2 separate regions of the Zea mays genome follow, and region 2 is linked to region 1. A link is a contact called in public Hi-C data. All regions are on one chromosome and are shown on one strand. Each heading gives the region's core, a stretch centred on a gene start, on an enhancer-like site or on the middle of the called end of the contact. The rest is flanking DNA. Distances are from core to core; before and after follow the strand shown. Region 1 holds the start of LOC100280936 (protein capI). Region 2 has its middle 70 kb from the start of LOC103632982.

The links. Hi-C and Micro-C count contacts between places; a contact is called where the count stands out from the background.
Region 2: a Hi-C map of leaf shows a contact between it and region 1, with 2.3 times the contacts expected there. The contact joins the enhancer-like site here to the promoter of LOC100280936 in region 1. A contact is called at or near these places in 2 of 25 Hi-C or Micro-C datasets (bundle sheath and leaf).

The regions. Positions count from the first base shown.
Region 1 is chr7:142,057,191-142,063,528 of Zm-B73-REFERENCE-NAM-5.0, forward strand. LOC100280936 (protein capI) reads right to left here and starts at 2,370. Exons shown (of 1, transcript NM_001153856.2): 1 at 511-2,370. The coding sequence starts at 2,262. The coding sequence ends at 799.
Region 2 is chr7:142,138,776-142,145,113 of Zm-B73-REFERENCE-NAM-5.0, forward strand. No RefSeq gene overlaps it. Among protein-coding and RNA genes, the nearest start is that of LOC103632982, 70 kb to the right of the region's middle. Within about 2 kb of position 3,681, at least 16 of the 20 cell types and tissues checked have an H3K27ac peak or open chromatin away from gene starts, as enhancers often do. A contact at or near this core is called in bundle sheath and leaf, where this site is marked.

The DNA of each region.
Region 1 (6,338 bases), core at 1,120-3,619:
TTACCTCGCCACTCAAGTCTGGAAGCAGCGGACTGGAGTGGACTGGACTGGCTCTGCGTCTGCGGCCAGCAAACGACAGGCTTGTACCGATGCGCCCATTAAAGATGCTAAAAGGAGTAGAGCTGAAAGTATCGTAGCCAACAGGCTTCATTACTCGACGACACACTGACACGCAAATAAAACATTTCATTGCTAGCCACACACGAACACGCGCTGTCGAAGAACCAGACCGAAATGTGGCAGCAGGGCCCCCCAATACGTGCGAGTCTGTTCGGATACTGGCTCTGGATGGGGGAAGGGTTCCGGATCCAGAAACGCAGCGTACGAGTAGAGCTGAAAGTATCGTAGCCGCGGTGCACGGTTTTGCTTTTGGCGTCCACCCGTTCCGGCATAGAATCTTGACGTACATGGTTTTTCAGATCACGAGATGGTGAAACAAGAACAGAACAAGAGAACAATTTGACTGGTAGGGTAGGGAGCTAGAGGGGGGGAGCCAGTGACTTGATCTTTCTTCAATCTGTCCTCACTCCTCCTCTGTTTGATCTTTTTTTTATATATCTACGTACCAATATGAATGCAACAGTTATTTGCATCATTATTCCTTCCTACTAAGCACTATCAGCATAAGGAGGAGGAGCAAGTATGTAGCGAGGGCTTGAACAATACATGGTTACAGACAAAAAGAAAAGAAAAAGGCCTCCGAGAACTAGCTAGAGAATACACACTTGGTGACTGTGCTTGGCGGTGGCGGTGCTCTGTTTCTGTGTGCCCGTGTGTGCTTGATCGATGAACGTACGATCACGACGACGCCGACATGGCTTTGTTCTTCTTCTTCTTCTTCGCGGGCTTGTCGTCGTCGGCGGCGGCGGGCTTGGCGATCTTGGCGTCGAGCTTATAGTAGCTGACGAACCAGTCGACGAAGTGGCGGAGGCCGGCCTCGAGGGAGGTGGTAGGGCGGTAGCCGAAGTCGTGCGCGGCGTGGCTGACGTTGGCGTGGGTGAAAGGCACGTCGCCGTTGCTGGGCATGGTGACGACGCGCTTGTTGGCCTTCCTGCCCAGCAGCTTCTCGAGGATGGCCACCATCCGGGTGACGGGCACGGGGGAGGTGTTGCCGAGGTTGTAGACGCGGAGCGGCGCTGGCCCGCTTTTTCTGCCGGACCTGGAGCCGGTGCTCTTGCCGGCGGTGTCGAGCGCGCCGAGGCAGCCCTTGACGACGTCGTCGATGTAGGTGAAGTCGCGGCGCGCGTCGGAGCCGTCGGCGGCGCGGAACAGCGTGACGGGCTCGCCGGCCACGATGCTGCGGGCGAAGAAGAAGTAGGCCATGTCGGGGCGGCCCCACGGCCCGTACACGGTGAAGAAGCGGAGGCCGGTGATGGAGAGCCCGTAGATGTGGTTGTAGGCGTGCGCGATGGCCTCGCCGGCCTTCTTGGTGGCCGCGTACAGCGACGCCGGGCGGTCGGTGCGGTGGTCCTCGGAGAAGGGCGCGTCGGTGTTGAGCCCGTACACGGACGAGGACGAGGCCCAGACGACCGCCGGCTGCGGGTCGGCGTGCTTGGCCGCCACCTCCAAGACGCTGACGAGCCCGGCCACGTTGGACGCCACGTACGTCTGCGGCGCCTCCATGGCGTACCGCACCCCGGCCTGCGCGGCCAGGTGCAGCACGTGCGTGAACGCCGCCACGTCGAAGAGCCTCTCCAGCAGCGGGGCGTCGTTGATGTCGGCGTCGAGCACCAGGACGCCGCGGCTGGCCAGCAGCGCCTGGCGCGCGCGCTTCAGCGACGGGTCGTAGTAGGAGTTGAAGTTGTCGAGGCCCAGGACGCCGTCGCCGCGGGCCCTCAGCGCGAGCGAGCAGTGCGTGCCCACGAAGCCCGCGGCGCCGGTGACCAGCACGGAGATGCCCCCGTCCCGGCTCGGCCTGGCGCTCCGCCGCACCTCCTTCTCCCACGCGGCGCCCCCGTACGACGCCGAGGACATGAGCAGGCTGCGGTGCGAGGCGGAGGAGCGCGCGCCGTCGTCGGCGCCGCCGCCGCCGCCGGCGGAGAGGTGGAAGGAGCGCGAGAGGAGGGACGGGTAGTGCAGCGTGAAGAGGAAGACGAGCGCGAGCGTGGCCAGCACGGTGGCGCGGAAGAGCAGGTGCGACGACGCGGACACGAGCTTGGCGCTGGTCGCCCGGCGCAGCAGCAGCGCGCCCCCGCTGGCGTACCGCTCCAGCTTCATCCCCTTGGCGGCCGCGTCCACCGCGGTGATCCCCGACGACGGCATTGTGGCTGCCTGGGGCTCTGCTCTTCGTCGTCCTCGCGTTCCGGGCCTCGAGGGAGAGCTGGAGCTAGACGGACGGAGACAGCTAGGCTCGAAGCAAGCAGGCTAGCTGAGGAGGGAGTGAGAAGAGCAAGCGTGTGGATATAAAGGGCCACGGGGGAAGAGAGGGAGTGAAACGCAGCAGGGGAGCAAGCAAAAGGAGAAGGGCCCACGCGGGGCGAGTGGTTTTTGGTTTCGGTTGGAGGCCACTCGTCGTCCGGTGCGTGCGTGCTTGTGATTTTGGGATCCTCACCTCCCTGCCTAATTTGGTGCGTGCTGTCATTTGGTAAACGAAGAGGTACGTAGTGTTTTCGGTAGGATCGCATCGGATCGGAGTTCATTCGCCCATGGCAGGCCACACTGTGGCAGTGTGAAACGTGTGCGCGGACCTTTGTGCTGTGGGCGAGTCAATGGCTGGCCGATGGATGGATTGGCCAGACTTCACTACTACTACTATTTTAGCATTGAGCGCCGCACTGTGCAAATGTGTGTGATGGACTGGATAGATACTCCCTCTGTCTCGTTTTAGTTGTCGCTGAATAGTGCAAAATTGAACTATCCAGCGACAACTAAAAAGAAACGGAGAGAGTAAATATATAGACCTCTCATCGTAAGAATACTGTCTCATTTAGTTCACAATTAAGTGCATGTGTTTTTGCTAAAAACAGGTGGCAGATATATGCCCGATCGAATTGAAGAATCTTATAGAGTTAACTATGAAACAAGCTAAAAGATATTCCCTCCGATTTCCTATTAGTTTTCGTTTTGGATAAGGTTCGAGTCAAACTTATAAAATTTTGACTACAAATAATTATTTTGTTATTTAGTTTTGGAACCTAATATTTATATGCGCCAATTTGTTATAAAAAGTACTTTTATAAAAGTATAAATGTATTAAGAGTTCATTTGTATTTTAACAAAAAACATTGGTCAAATTTATATTTTGGAGACCGTGTCGTTGTCCTAAACGACAACTAATAGGAAACCGGAGGAAGTACATTACAACGACTCTGTTGTTGATCTGTATTGAGATCACGTGGCACTGAATGAAAACCACATAGACTTATGGTTGGGGCTTGGAAGATCGATCGTTGTCATAAAGCATGTGACGTGCTCTCGGTCCATCGCCGGCACATTACATGGGCCCAGCCCGCCAGGGGCGCATTGATGCCTCTTTTTGTGTACGGGTAAAGCGTCGGTCCGACGGTCCGTTTGGAAATGGAGGGATGGAGCGTAGACGAAAAGGCCATATATAGGACGGTGACGATCTTGCTTGGCTTTGGCAAGGCTAGCTGGAAGAACGCTGCCTGCCTGCCTGCCTTGGTAAGGTTTCATGTATAATCGTTGTGTCCGCAGAGAGACCGGAGAGGACAACGAAAGCAGACGCGCGCGGAGCCGGAGACGGAGAGGCAAGGACGATGTGTGAGATCCGCCCAGCACGGCGGCGGTGCCTGTGTGCGGCGACCAAACAGCCACGGCCGGTAGTCAGCCGCCGCGCGCTGTGATTCGTCGGCACTTGCGCGCAGCAAACGGTCCCGCGGCTCTTGGTCCTGCTCCTGCGTGCCGTATGGTCTGACGCGCGGTTCCGTTCGCTGTGCGGACGGGCCGGGTCGGAGCCAGTGTAGTGCCTGCTTCGCCCGGCCGGCTCTCTCTCCCGTTTGACTGAAGACCACACCGCGTACGTAACGTACCGGTATGGTACGGATCGGAACAGGGGAAGTAGCACGGCAGCGTGTGTACGTACACGGGTTGGAAGGAATGCTAAACGCAAAAATGTACACGTCCACGTCCACGCGAACAAGGGAACCGCTGCTCGCAGCCCGGCACGATCCGATCCGATCCGATCCCTGGACCACCCCCGTGGCCATCAGCCCAGCAGCAGGAAGTCAACCAATCCCGGATCACCGATCATATATATATGTGTGTGCCTGACGTACAGCGAGAAGCGGGTCGTGTCGGCGCCGCTCGGGTGCACGCACGAAATAAATTCCCTGCGGGCATCCTCGCCCTCGCCTAGCATGCAAGCGCGAGCGGCGTAGTAGATGTGATGGCGCCGCGCCGCGCCGCGCGAAGCCACACGCACCACACCACGTGAGGTGAGGGGGCACTCGCAACTTGGATACCCAGCCAGCATGGGCTGCTGATCGACCGATGGTGCGCAGCATGGCGCGAGCGGCTCGCTGCCCACCTCCTCACCGGAATCACGCACGCACGGGCACGGGCATTCATAGCTCATCGCCATTTGCATGCGATGCGGCATGGAAGAAAGGAGCTAGCTAGCGTGATGACCTCAACGAGCCAATCGGATGTAATGTGAAGCCAGCAATCGCGCGCCCGGCGGGAGTACTAGCTAGTAGCTAGCACGCTAGTACTCCGACGCCGACCATTAAATGTGGGCCTTATCTGTCAGTGATGTGAAGGCCAGGTCTCCAGCCGGACCCACGACGCGTATAGACATAGTACAGTACAAGATTGACGTACGTAGTCTGCACTGTCGTCGCCTCCTTTTCCGCATGGGAACAACAAGGGGCGGGCGGCCGCCTGCGTGCGCATCCCGATCCCAACAGCGAGCATCGCTGGCTAGGTGTCTGTACGGTCCGCAGGGGTGTCGGTGGCCGAGAGCGACGCCCAGCCAAAGCCGACGAACCGCCCGTCGCCCGACGCAGTCATATATGCAGCATGAATGCATGCAGGCGTTGCCATTGGCCAGTGTGGCAGTGTCCAGTGGTTACGCTTAGCGAAGAGCTTGAGCTTGTGATGGCATGTACAATGAGTATCTTAGAGTGTGTCTATGAGGGTGAATGTAAAAAAAAACTCAAGACATGTATTTTGACGAAGACACAGTGTCTTAGCTCTATGTTCGAGACATAAGACTAGCTGATTGGTCCCTTTAATTTATTGAATGCTCTGATTGGTACAATGAATATGCTAAGACACATGTTTTAGATATGACCATTGTATTATATTGTGTTTTAGTTGTGTCTTGTACTTAGAGTACCATGCAGCAATGTCTAGGTTGTACATGTTCTGATAGTTTTCTCACTCAAAAGTCAAAACTGGCAACAACAAAAAAAAAATCTCATAAAAGGCTCCACCAGTCAGGCAGACGATCGACCACGCGTTACAACTTACAAGTCATGCAAGAAAACACATACGTACATTTTGTGGCCACCCATGCAAGGCACCTACGCTCGACCGAACCCAAACCTTAGACTTAGCGTATTCGTCAGCAGACATCTGTGTCCATTATTTGTTAGTATCTTCGTCCTAGCCATTTTATGTCCATCTAATTTTAAAACGAGTTGTAGAATTAAGATTCCAGATGAATTTAAATAAAAAACAGTTGTCAGCCATATAATTTTTAACTTTTCGAGACCTACAGATTTGGTTTCGGCAATCCCTTCGTCGTGTCCGAGGTCGTTTAGACCTTGTTCGTTTATCCAGGAATGGACCAAGAACCATTCCAACTGATCAAAACTTATATAAATTAGAGAAACAAACCGGCTAGGAATTGTTCCATACCTTCATTCTGGAAGAAACAAACGGCCACTTAAGGATTTCGGATTACACCAGACCAGATTTCTCCAATACACGATTTCAAATGAAAAAGGTTATCAACAACGTGTAGTTGTGTAACCTCTTGAGACCTGTAACTTTTCCTTTGATTGTTTCATCGACTGAACTGCCGATGCATAAGAATAACCGACTGAACTGCATGGTTAGTTCACAGATAGAGTAAGGTATGGCAAAGTGAAGAAATGTACTTACTAATTTCCCGGACCTAATATCTCCATGCGTGACATTCTCCTGTGCCAGCAGCGTGCCACTTTAGGCCTTGTTCGGTTAATCCCGTTACCCATGGATTGGATGGGATTGGAAAAAATTAAGAAAGAGTTTGACTTAGTTAAGATTTAAACCCACTCAATCCCACTCAATCCATGTGGATTGGAAGCTAACCGAACAAGGCCTTATTGTGACAAAAGATCAGAAGCATGCGTAACGTACCAGCATATATATGGGCCGGCGTTTGCTGCTGGGCG
Region 2 (6,338 bases), core at 2,431-4,930, 83 kb after region 1:
CATTGTAATCAAGGCAAGAGGCACCAATTGTGTGGTGGCCCTTGCGGGGAAGTTTTGTTCCCGGCTTTGATTAGAGAAGAGAAGCTCACTCGGTCCGAGGGACCGTTTGAGAGAGGGAAGGGTTGAAAGAGACCCGGCCTTTGTGGCCTCCTCAACGGGGAGTAGGTTTGCAAGAATCGAACCTCGGTAAAACAAATCTCCGTGTCTCATTTGCTTATTCGCTTGGGATTTGTTTTGCGCCCTCTCTTGCGGACTCATTTATTATTACTAACGCTAACCCCGGCTTGTAGTTGTGTTTATATTTGTAAATTTCAGTTTCGCCCTATTCACCCCCCCTCTAGGCGACTATCAATGCCAAAGGGGGAGAAAATAAAGGCCAAAGCAATAAATGGATCAGCTACCACTTGAGAAATTTTGAAAAGAGTAGAATAGAGTTTTTGGTTTGTCAAAACTCTTTTATTGTCTCTCTTGTCAAAAGTTGGCTTCTTGTGGGGAGAAGTGTTGATTATGGGAAAAGGGGGAGTTTTTGAAATCTTGAATCAATTTCTCTTGGAATGACTCTCTTTATGTCTTAACAAGTGTGTTTGACTTAGAGAAAGAAATTTAAGTTTGATTTGCAAAAACAAACCAAGTGGTGGCAAAAAGTGATCCATATATGCCAAATATGAATCAAAACAATATTGAGTTCTCATTTGCATTGATATTGCACTTGTTCTAGTTGTTTTATGTTGTGTTGGCATAAATCACCAAAAAGGGGGAGATTGAAAGGGAAATGTGCCCTTGGGCCATTTCTAAGTATTTTGGTGATTGAGTGCCAACACAAGTGTTTTTGTGTTAATCTATGCAAAGTGGTGGACAAATTGCAAATCAAGTCAAAAGGTATGTTTCTAGACTTAGTACATTGTTTTATGGACTAATGTATTGTGTCTAAGTGCTGGAAACAGGAAAGATTGAATTGAAGAAGAGATGGCTAAGTTCTGCCAAGGTCAGCGCAGTCTGGGTGCACCGGACTGTCCGGTGCGCCAGGCTGGCTCAGGCAAACTAGCTGCTCTCAGGAAGGAATTAACGGCGTACGACTATAATTCACCGGACTGTCCGGTGTGCACCGGACAGTGTCCGGTGAGCCAACGGTCTGCCGGGGCAATGGTCGGCCGAGGATTCCGCGCGTGACGCGTGGCCGAGCCAACGATCACTTTGGGGCACCGGATTGTCCGGTGTGCACCGGACAGTGTCCGGTGCGCCAACGGCTCCCAGGCGCCAACGGTCGGCTTCGCCAAATAAGGAAAGAAATCCGCACCGGACAGTGTCCGGTGGTGCACCGGACTGTCCGGTGTGCCAGGCGACAGAAGGCAAGATCAACCTTCCTGGAATGCTCTCAACGGCTCCTAGCTGCCTTGGGGCTATAAAAGGGACCCCTAGGCGCATGGAGGAACACACCAAGCATTCTCTAAGCATTCCTAAGCACTAAGACATCGATTCCGCGCTTTCGATTCCTTGCGATAGCAATTAGAGCTCTAGTTGAGTTGTGAACTCATTGAGTTGTGTTGCGAGCTCTTGTTGCGACTTGTGTGCGTGGTGTTGCTGTGATTTCTTGTCTTGAGTGTGTTGCTCATCCCTCCCTTACTCCGTGCTTCTTTGTGATCATCTAAGTGTAAGGACGAGAGGCTCCAAAGTATGGAGATTCCTCGCAAACGGGATATAGTAAAGCAAGCAAAACACCGTGGTATTCAAGTGGGTCTTTGGACCGCTTGAGAGGAGTTGATTGCAATCCTCGTCCGTTGGGACGCCACAACGTGGAGTAGGCAAGCGTTGGTCTTGGCCGAACCACGGGATAAACCACTGTGCCATCTCTGTGATTGATCTCTTGTGGTTATTGTGTTTTGTTGAGACTCCTCTCTAGCCACTCGGCATTATTTGTGCTAACACTTAACCAAGTTTTTGTGAGTTAAGTTTCGAGTTTTACAGGATCACCTATTCACCCCCTCTAGGTGCTCTCAATTTATACCAATTAATTTTTATTAGATTTATAAAAAAAATTAACAACGCTTATATCTCTAGAATAAACTTATTATAAAAACAAATTTAACAATATATCTAATAATACTAATTTTATACTATAAATATTTACATAATTATGTATATGTGATTAAAGCTACACTATTAAACTCCTAAAAAGTATTTATTTTAGGATAGAGTAAATACGTCTAACCTCTCCTTTTTTTGAGATTTTCCCACCTCATTTTAGGTCTTGTTCGGTTACGCAGATATCGAAGAGGATTAAAGTTTCTTTCTATTCAATTTTGATTAAAAAGATATTTAATCCTCTTCAATCCATTACTAACTGGATAAGCCTTTAGCGGGTACTAGGTAGGTTTGGTTTGAAAACCAACGCTCAATACCTGTGGGCACTCACAATGTAGTATCTCGGTAGTTTCTGTAGAAAGTAAATCAACTTGTCATATAAGTAAAAATTTGACGTGGCAGCTTATTTGACTAGAGGGGAAAAAAGAAAATAGAAAGAAACGGTTTAAGCAAGGGCGTCGACTCCAAAGCACGAACAAACTACGACCTGCCCGTTCCGAGGAACGGATGGTTTCTTGATTCGTCCTCGCTGTCGCGCTCCGTGCCAGCCACTCTGTGTCGGCCGGCTCTGCGCAGAGCCGCAGAGACCCTTCGCCTGTCCTCGCGCAGGTCGGCGATCGGCGTGGCCCCTGCGGCTGTCGTTGCTGTCCCGCGCCACCGGCGCACTTGCCACGTCGTGCGTGACATGGCCTCCGCGCCCATCGCCGTCGCTGCGCGCGCGTTTGTGCAACAGATTCACTGAGGAGAAAGGGAGAGGGGAGGACTGGTTGTCCGCCGATCGGGATGCCCTGCTAGATTTTCTTAAAATAAAATACAACAAACTGCAGAGTCGCCACACCCAAGACAGAGCGCCGACACCGAGCATTGCAGCCGCTGAGGAAGTGTTTGAAAGCCAAATTTTTTTTTTTACAGTTTTAGAAGAATACTGAAGTATTCTCAAATACTAAAATATTATATATACAGAGATGTTTGACAAGTTATCTAAAATCTCTATTTTTAAAACTGAATTATTGTAAATATTGTAGCTGTTTTAGAGTATTCTAAATTTAAGTTTGGACTTCAGTTTTTAAAACTGTATTATTGTAAACTATGATTTTGTCATGACTAAAGTATACTATATTATTTTTAAAAACTGCGGTTCTAAAAAAACTTTGTTCCTGACCTAAACAGAGACTAACTTGGCACCAACCAGTGAATGGAGCCAAAGCGAGACGTTGAAATGCAAACATTATCTTGGATCTAGTAGCGCTCGCTGCAGGGACGTAGGCATGCAGCAGCACACCGTACATGCATATCGATCTGACGATTATTGACGAATGAGACGGACGCACAATGATCACGCAGGCAAGTGGCGCCCTCGTCCCCCTCCCCTCCCCGGGATATTATTGTTATTTTCTCTTGGACGTACCGCCGCCTTTCGTTGCCGCCGATCTACGGCAGCTTCGCGCCCGTCGGTGGGTACAGATCGCCGATTGGACCGTGCTGGATAATGAGAGCTAGCTGCGCTTCACTTTCATCAGTCCAGTCAGCAGTCAGGTAACATTACTACATTGCCGTGCCGCGTGGGGGTGGAGCCATGCATGCAGGTGCAGCAGCTCGGTGGTTGAGACGTCAAGCTGCAGTCTCCAGAGCTGTGAGTGTGATCCTGTTCCTGTGCGTGAATGCATATGCGATCGTTCCGTTCCATCCCAAACAAACCCATCACCGTCTCTTAATTCTGGTCGCGTTCTTGCGCCATAAGTACGTGCCAGGTCGTCGCTGTTAGGATTTATGGGCTTGGCCCAATTAAGAAATTTAAATAAATCCCAGAAAATCTCAAAAGCCCATACAAGAGAATGACTAGAGGATAGGTGGAACCATTAGCACCATATTGCTAGCTCTAGTGGAGTAGAGCTAGCTTAAATATGGAAGCCACACTCACTCACCAAGTCATGGATGAGAGGAGAGAGTGTGGAGAGCCACACGTGCGCTCGCTCGCTCGCTCGCCTCGCCGGGCCGGGGCGGGGCGGGGCGGGGCGCGGGCGCACGACATGCGCGTGAATGGTCCACCGAAATCCGGCCCCTCGCCTTGCGGACTCGGCCCTATAAAAGGAGCCCGGCAGCCTGTCTACATATCATCCCAGATCCCAGTTCGCTTTCGCCTCTCTTCATAGCTGAGCCGCCTTTTAGTTCCCTCCCGACCGCAGAGGTGCATCTGCGATCAGGAGAGCAGGTCTCCGGAACCGACTGCTGTACGCATCATCTGATTTGGCTTGTTATTTCAGTTCTTCTGATTTGGTCATGATTTATATTCGGAATTTAAACTGGAATCTGTCTAATTATTCAACAATCCAAAAACCTTATTGTAGACAATTTCCTAGTTTTTCTATGGCTACTTTTGCCGACGCGCTAAAGCCAGAAAAGTTTAATGGTATGCACTTTAAGAGATGGCAAGTCAAGGCCACGCTCTGGCTTACTGCTATGAATGTCTTCCATGTTAGTAAAGGCAGACCTGAGGGTCCACTGACTCCTGAACAGGAGAAAGAGTACGACCATGCCAATACTATGTTCACGGGAGCCGTTCTTAGCGCCCTTGTTGACCGTCTGGTTGATGCGAATATGCAATACACGGACGAGAAAGAGTTGTGGGATGCACTTACTACTAAGTATGGTGCATCAGATGCTGGCAGTGACCTGTATATCATGGAGAGCTTTCATGATTATAAGATGGTTGATAATCGCTCTATTGTAGAGCAAGCTCATGAAATACAGTGTATAGCCAAGGAACTCGACCACCTTAAGATAGTCCTTCCTGACCGATTTGTGGCTGGGTGCATTATTGCAAAGTTGCCTTCTACATGGAGGAACTTCGCCACAGCTCTGAAACATAAGAGACAGGAGATATCAGTTGAAAATCTGATAGCGTCTCTGGATGTTGAGGAGAAAGCTCGGGCTAAGGACACAGGATCTAAAGGAGGCGAGGGCAACTCCAGCGCCAACATGGTTCAAAGGAACCACAACAAGGGGAAAGGAAAGCCAAAATCTAACAAGCCCAACAAAACTACCAACTTCAAGAAGAAGAAGAACAAGGCTGAATTGACATGTTTCGTATGTGGCGAGGCGGGTCATTTTGCCAAGGATTGTCCCGATCGAGTGGATCGCCGTGGCAAAAAGGGCAATGTCAACACAGTGGTCGCTAGCAATGAGGAAGACAAAGGGTATGATAATTTACCTTTCATCTTCTCAGTATTTCAATCACCTAGCTGGTGGCTTGATACTGGTGCTAATGTTCATGTGTGTTCTGGCATTAACTTGTTCTCTTCTTATCAGGGCGCCCAAGATTCTTCCGTGCTAATGGGGAATGGGTCACATGCTTCTGTTCATGGCACTGGCACGGTGGATCTGAAGTTTACTTCGGGAAAGATCGTGCAGCTGAAGAACGTGCATCATGTCCCTTCTATACACAAGAATCTCGTTAGCGGAACCCTTCTATGTAGAGATGGGTTCAAGGTAGTTTTGGAGTCCAATAAATTAGTTGTGTCCAAGTCTGGACAATTTATTGGTAAAGGCTATGATTGCGGAGGCTTGTTCCGCTTTTCTTTGTTAGATTTCAATAATAAGTCTGTGAACCATATTTGTGCTAATGTTGGTGATCTTGCGAGTATTTGGCATTCTCGTTTGTGTCATATTAATTTTGGCTCTATGTCTCGGCTTGCAACCATGAGTTTAATTCCGAATATCACCATAGTCAAAGGTTCTAAGTGCCATAGTTGTGTGTAGTCGAAGCAACCTCGAAAGCCTCATAAGGCTGTTGAGGAGAGACACCTGGCACCACTAGAACTCATACATTCTGATCTTTGTGAGATGAATGGTGTGTTGACAAAAGGTGGTAAGAGATACTTCATGACATTGATTGATGATGCGTCTAGATTTTGCTATGTATACTTGCTAAAAACTAAAGATGAGGCTTTATACTACTTTAAAATCTATAAGACTGAGGTTGAAAACCAACTAGAGAGAAAGATCAAACGTCTTAGATCAGATCGTGGTGGCGAGTTCTTTCCCAAAGTCTTTGATGATTTCTGTGCAGAACATGACATTATTCATGAGAGGACTCCTCCCTATTCACCCGAGTCAAACGGGATTGCTGAAAGGAAAAACCGTACGTTGACTGACCTGGTGAATGCCATGTTAGACACTTGTGGTTTATCTAAGGCATGGTGGGGGGAGGCAGTCCTGACTTCATGTCATGTTCTGAATAGAATTCCTATGGGCAA